Linked DNA regions of Larimichthys crocea: region 1 is linked to region 2. Evidence: chromatin contacts called from public Hi-C data. All regions are on one chromosome and are shown on one strand. Each heading gives the region's core, a stretch centred on a gene start, on an enhancer-like site or on the middle of the called end of the contact. The rest is flanking DNA. Distances are from core to core; before and after follow the strand shown. Region 1 holds the start of abhd5a (abhydrolase domain containing 5, lysophosphatidic acid acyltransferase a). Region 2 holds the start of gask1a (golgi associated kinase 1A).

Region 1 (3,234 bases), core at 123-2,622, 180 kb after region 2:
CAGAACAGGGTAAGACACCAGGACTAAGTTAGAGTAAATATTGAGGCTTAGGCAAGGTGTGTGTAAACAGAAATAAAGTGGTCTTATCATCATCAGTTATCATCATAATTAAAGTCATGATCTACTGTATTTAATATATGTATTGCACATCCAGAACATGTCTGGTCAGAGTCCTGGAGAACTGACAGAAACAGCTGACAGACATTAGTGTACATGTAGTTGGAAAGTCAGACAGCTGCATGAAGCAGCTGATCTGCCACAGTACAGTCTGCCACACAGATAAAGCTTTTCGTCTCTGTTTGTATGCTGGTGGTGGGATGGGGGGCAGGGACATGGTCAGTACTTACCCAGATCTGTGTATGTAGGAAACGGCTCTGTTCCAGCCTCGGGGCGGGAGCTGACCCTGCTGATCTGTGAACAGTCACATTAGATTTGAAATCGACCTGTCTGAGCAGTCAGTGTGTGTGAGGCTAATGCTGCCGCTGCTGCTGCTGCTGCTGCACCCGCTGGACTTGTTGAGCTCCACGTCACGAAGCAGGGCTCAACTTCAGCCACGCCCCCAACCAGCGCTCTGACGTAGACGAATTAACCAATCACTGCCGCCTCGTGCTCGCTATGACTGAGATTTTGGACTAAAATCAACTGGATGAGCACATATATCCACATGTTTCCTTAGGCACTACTTGTTGCGTAGTGATTTAATATTCCATAGCTCTAAAAAAAAATATCTGACACTTTTATATGACCTTATATCACTTGTGAAACACTAAACATAATAGGTATATTGCTTTAATCTAGCACTGCTGGCCAGCGCCGTTACACAGACAGACACTGTGACGTGTAACCTGACCGCAGGACACTCACAGGTGTGTCAATGAGAGCTGCAGCGGTCCCTTGGTGCAGGTCCTGCTCACTGGGACCGAGCCGTGGCCCTGCGCAGACTAATATCTCACTAAACATATTAAAGAGTAAACGTGTCTGTATTCCTAAAATCAGTATCAGTGACTTCCACACTCCAATGTTCGGTTGAATGAAGGCTTTCCTTACGACCCTTTAACCGAACACAGCCCTCCTGACATGACTTGCAGCTGTGAGTCAACACAGAGACTGGGGTTGTGTTGTGAACGTGTGAAACAAAATGTTTAATATTTACTAAATATTATGTATTAGTGTCGTTCAGCTACTCACCGAAGCTGTCTGCTCTGCTGGGCGGCTAATGTTTGGATATTTGACAGGAAAGACGCTTCCGCAATGCCTCACGCTCTGGAGCGCTTGTTTTCATTTATAAACAAGAGAAGAAAGGGCTGCGACGAGCGGGGACATTAGCGTTATGGGTTCAGCTGTAAAGGCACCGCTCGGTGGAGCTTACCCTATACAACAAATCAAACGCCTTCAATCGTTAGGACTCCCCTACGTCAGTGGGTATCTGAGACCACGTGACCGCGTGTAGTATCAGAGGCAGTGGAGAAGTATGGCCGAGCAGGCGGTGACTGCGTCCGGAGGGTGAGTGTTTACTGTTTGTGGAAGTATGTTACAGCCGGGCAAACGGCACTTAGTGTCTGTTAGTGTCACAGCAACACTGTCTGTAACAGCTGCGGGTTGTTGTCAAACGCAGGCAGAGAAAGTGTAACTTGTTAAACATTTAAAAGCAGTTGAAGCAAACACACATGTTGACATGGGGACACCGAAGGAGGAACATGCTAGTTTGTCTTTCGTGTGTCCAAGAGACACTGGCGCCAGTGTTTTAGACACACACTGAACACGTTACACTTGATGCTGTATTAGAGGAGGTGTCATAGTTTGAATGTCATCGAGCTGTCAGTCTACACACTGACAGTAATCACCGTAACACCTTGCCTTGCTGTGTCTGTCCCTTCGTCCCGGCTTCAGGGTTGTTCACAGCTTGCTGTCTACTGTTGGTGCTCACCGTCTGGTCAGCAGTGTGTGGGGCTACGTGGACAGCACTATAAGGTAAGTCTGCTCTCTGACCTGAAGCAGGACCTCTTAAATCACAAGACCGTTTAAGACGCAGCATTGCTTCAGATAAACCTTAAAGTCCTCTCTCTGCTCAGAAATGTGTTTCGCTCATAGCTCTGTCGCTCTCACTGTGCAGGGTGATGGATGATGAGGACACAGCAGGGTTTTGTGACATCATAACACATTTGGAGCCAATCATGGTCCATCATGTAAACATTATGCAAAGGGAATATTCTTAGATTCAATTATTCCACTAAAAAAACATATTTATATTTCTTTAATGCACAGTACAGTCATTACTTTTTGGTGATCAATAGTGAAGTGACTTGTAGTTATGCATTGCTTTTCTAGTCTATCATACACTGATGAATGGGTGCCATGCAAGGTGCCAGCTGCTAATCCAGTTATGTCGGCTCTCCATGCTGGCTGATTGTGCCGCATTTGATCCTGCAATCCCCCACAGACTGAACTACTGCCAACCAAAACTACAGTTCTGTTATGGGTGTCCCCTAATTATTATAATAAACATGCCAATCCATGCAGATAACGTTAATATTTATTCATCATGACAAAGGGTCATCTGTCTTAAACTGTGAGTGAAGACATGCTTTGATCACCGGTGGAGATCACAGGAGAACTGATATGATGATGATGGTGATGAACATAAGGTGTCTGAATGAAAGTGAGAATTTTGCTTATGGTTACTTAAAGGTTAGGTTAAGCCTGTCCTTGCTGTTCCTGTGCAGTTCTTTTGACATCTCCACACATTGGCACAGGGGGTTTCACAATCCTGCAGGCGGATGAACTGACATGTAAAAGGAACATTCAGCTGAAATTTTCTTCTTCCTAGTTCCTGAAATGGTGATTTAAACAAAATAACCAGAAGATGACTTTTTTTTTTTTTAATCAGTGTTTTTGTTCCAGCTTTGTGGTCTCTAATCTCCCCTATCACCGCAAACCACACTGAGCAGCTGATGACACTCTGAAGTACAATAAATGCTAACATTCAGTCCTTCTGCTGTCATATGTTCTGTTTAATATACGTTTGAACTTGTGTTATTTCTCTGTTTCAGTCTGAATCATTTACAAGTGTAGCCCCACACTGCAGTGACGCCACATTCCTGCTGTATTTCATAAATCTGATGATTAAAGTTGAGCCTTTCTGTCCATGTAGGTGGTGCTGGATCCCCAACTGGCTGCCACCATGGTGCCCCACCTCTCAGATCAAACTACAGACCGCAGAGGACATGATGCTGC
Region 2 (3,032 bases), core at 27-2,526:
GCACCCTAAACCTACAAGAACTAGTGCAGTATATAGGCCACAATTGTGGCAGAGGTCACTCCTGTAAGATACCCTAATTATCTAGTATCTAGTTTCCTAATGAATTTTTTATTAAATTGGTGCAAACCGCTTTAAGGATCCCTTGGCTGCTCCAGCTTTAGATAGTAATTGGATACATGGAGCTAAAATAGTATTTAAAAGACAGGATTATGAGGCTTATTATTTATAAACCAGCAATGTTTTTTTGTTTTTTTTTTACACACAATACCACGTGGAAGCTCCCTAGTACAATCACAGAGCACAGTCTGATCTGTTAAAGGTCCCCTGGAGCGGATGAGCGTCCACCTAGATTTATGAGGCTGCTCCGTGGACTCACCCTTCAGGTCACAAACTCCCAATTCTCTAAACTTTTGGCCACAAAATGTCCCAAATGTGTCTGATAATAATAAACAGCCACAACCTTTAATTTAACCACAAGTAGAAGGCAAATATGAGTAAGTGAAACACAGGATTATGAGCAGGGAGAGCAGCAGGACACGTGAGAGTCAAAGACATTTAAAATATATAAAAATGAATACATGCTATGTGCAGGGATATGCTAGTACATATGAAATGTGTACCTGATAAGTTATGATATAAATAATATTTGTGGATATCTGTTTGTCTGTAGTAATGACAACAATGAAAGCTGTACATCAGGGGTCTTCAACCAGAGGTCCATGACGTCTAGGGGGTCCTCAGAGGTACTGCAGAGGGTCCACCAATTTTTGTCATCATAATTGACAATTTTCAGAAAAGATACTGATGAATGTGAGGGTGCAGATCATTGAGAAACTACAAACAGCGGAGGCATTTGCACTCCAACTGGATGAATCAGTGGACATGTCCAAAGACGCACAGCTCTTCATTAATATGCATGAACATATCTGGCAGTTATTGGCAATGAGTCTGGATAAACAGTGATGTTTTTTTTAAAGAATGTGGCAGCCAAATAAACTTACTCATTATGTTTGCTTTCACTTATAATGATAACAACTTGGATATGAATTTCCCACGTGGCTGGCCAAAGATTTCTCCTTGAAAACATTTCCATACAATATTTAAACCTAAAAGTATAGTCTGGTTTATTCCCTGTGTCAAGGTCTGCGTGGAGTTTCTGGCAGCGTGAAGGAAATGTGATGTGGATGAGGGGGAGACTTCTCATATTTCACTCTGAGCAGACAGTGTTCCTCCTTAAACTCACGGGCTTTTACTTTGAAATCAACTTTCCCAGGCGCTCTCGTGGAGCAGGCAGCGCGTTCCCCCGGGAGGGGAGGCTGAGCTCGAGACAGCCCGACGGTCAAAGTAAAGTTAACAGACCCTGCAGTTATGGTATCTGTGTTACTTGGGTCACTTTTTCAAACAGCAAATTTAACTGTGTAAACGTTTTTTTAATTATTTTTTTTTTCAACGTAAAGTTTTTTGTGCCGGTCCCGCTCGAGCTGCAACTTCAGGACCACCGGCTGTCCAGCTGTCGGTGTGCGGACTGACCGACCTCCAGACGACGGGATCTCTCCGCGATGAATGACTTTAAAGAGGCTGCAGTGGAATGCACCGGGCCGGGGATGTGAACCATGGTAAGAGCGCTGAAAGTTTCCCCTGCAGCCGTTCAGTGTGAAACAGCAGAGCGCCGTGCAGGCAGATCCTGGACCTGTAGAAGCGAGTTCAGTTCTGACTCAGACGTGGAGGATAACAGTTGCTGTGTCACATGCATTATAAATGCGCATTCAATGGATTTGTTGGCCTACATATTAGGTTTATTACGGGACACACCTGAGAATATAAGCGTAGTTAGAGGAGCCTCTGCTTACAGAGGAGAACAATGTAAATTTACCCAACCAGTACAAACTCATTCAAAAGCACAGTGAGGTAAAAGTACAGAGGAGAAGAGCGTTACCTCTTTGAAACAAGGTTTTTTTTCATGATGTTTGCAAGAAAGTTCTTCTTAAAAGTCGACATTCAGACTGTGGACATCAGTCAACACTAACCTGGTTACTAAAACTGGACTGAATGCAGCTGTTTCTGGTATGAGATGTGTTGCATGGGAACAGTACAGCTCTGAGTCAAAGCTATCCAAGCAATTAGTTACTATTATGGCTGGAAATCTTATATATTTGGAGATATTTGGGTTCTGAGAAGTTTGGACAGTTTTTGCACACGGGACTAATTAAGAAAATAATCAGCAGATTAATTGACAGTCAAAAAAAAAATAGTTGTCAATTTCAGCCCCACTCTGTTTGTCTGTCAATCAGTCCATGTATGTAGTGTAGTCATCTCAAATGTAAAATGTAAGGAGAGGACCTCATAAAGACGCTCGCTGTGACTCTAAACGAGTAATACAATGATGCAACATGTACAGGAATCACTGTCTGGCGTTTGCATTCTGCATTAATTTTCCTTTGGAGGTAAATGTTGAAACTAGCTCTGTTGGCGAGTCAGAACAGTTTTTTCCTATCTTCTGTCGGCTGATCGTCTGTCTTTCAAACAGTCCCCATAGTCTCACATTTCAAATTGGTTCCATATGCCGAGCAGACAGGCTCCTGGTCTGACTGCCACATGGAAGAGGGAGACTCTCTGCCCATTCTTTTCTCCTCTTCTCCTCCTGTCCCCTTTTCTATCCTCATCTCTTCTCTTGTCATGTTGATCTATTTTGGACACCGCTGAAGGATGCAGTGGAAAATGTAGAACTCAGTCGATTTAGGTTGTTGTTGTGCATGAAATTCAGTGGAGGTGACAGACAGATGTTGGAAATGTTACTCTCAAACTGTGGAGTGCTACCTTTCCCTTTCTGGTTTATAATAATTGTTTGAAACATAGCCGTCCTGTCCACTGCAGTTCTCAGGTCTAACTACCCCTTTCTTCAGTCTCAGGGGGCCACAGTGCTGGGCACACGAAACCCTCCAGACCTGCAGAATAGGCAGTCTTTGTATGTTAAACACTGCTGCCGCTCTTTGTGTTCTCAGCTGTGCTTTCCTGTTCCCTTTCTCCACGTC

Evidence for each region. A called contact is a pair of places that touch in the nucleus more often than the background predicts.
Region 1: a contact with region 2 is called in a Hi-C map of muscle, with 2.9 times the contacts expected there. The contact joins the promoter of abhd5a here to the promoter of gask1a in region 2. A contact is called at or near these places in 2 of 7 Hi-C or Micro-C datasets (both in muscle).

Annotation. Positions count from the first base shown.
Region 1 is chrXIII:28,652,603-28,655,836 of L_crocea_2.0, forward strand. It overlaps abhd5a (abhydrolase domain containing 5, lysophosphatidic acid acyltransferase a), which reads left to right and starts at 1,373. Exons shown (of 8, transcript XM_010748297.3): 1 at 1,373-1,503; 2 at 1,891-1,971; 3 at 3,152-3,234. The coding sequence starts at 1,472. It overlaps ano10a (anoctamin 10a), which reads right to left and starts at 1,272. Exons shown (of 15, transcript XM_010748299.3): 1 at 1,189-1,272; 2 at 348-411.
Region 2 is chrXIII:28,476,994-28,480,025 of L_crocea_2.0, forward strand. gask1a (golgi associated kinase 1A) reads left to right here and starts at 1,277. Exons shown (of 6, transcript XM_019268343.2): 1 at 1,277-1,616. The coding sequence starts at 1,614.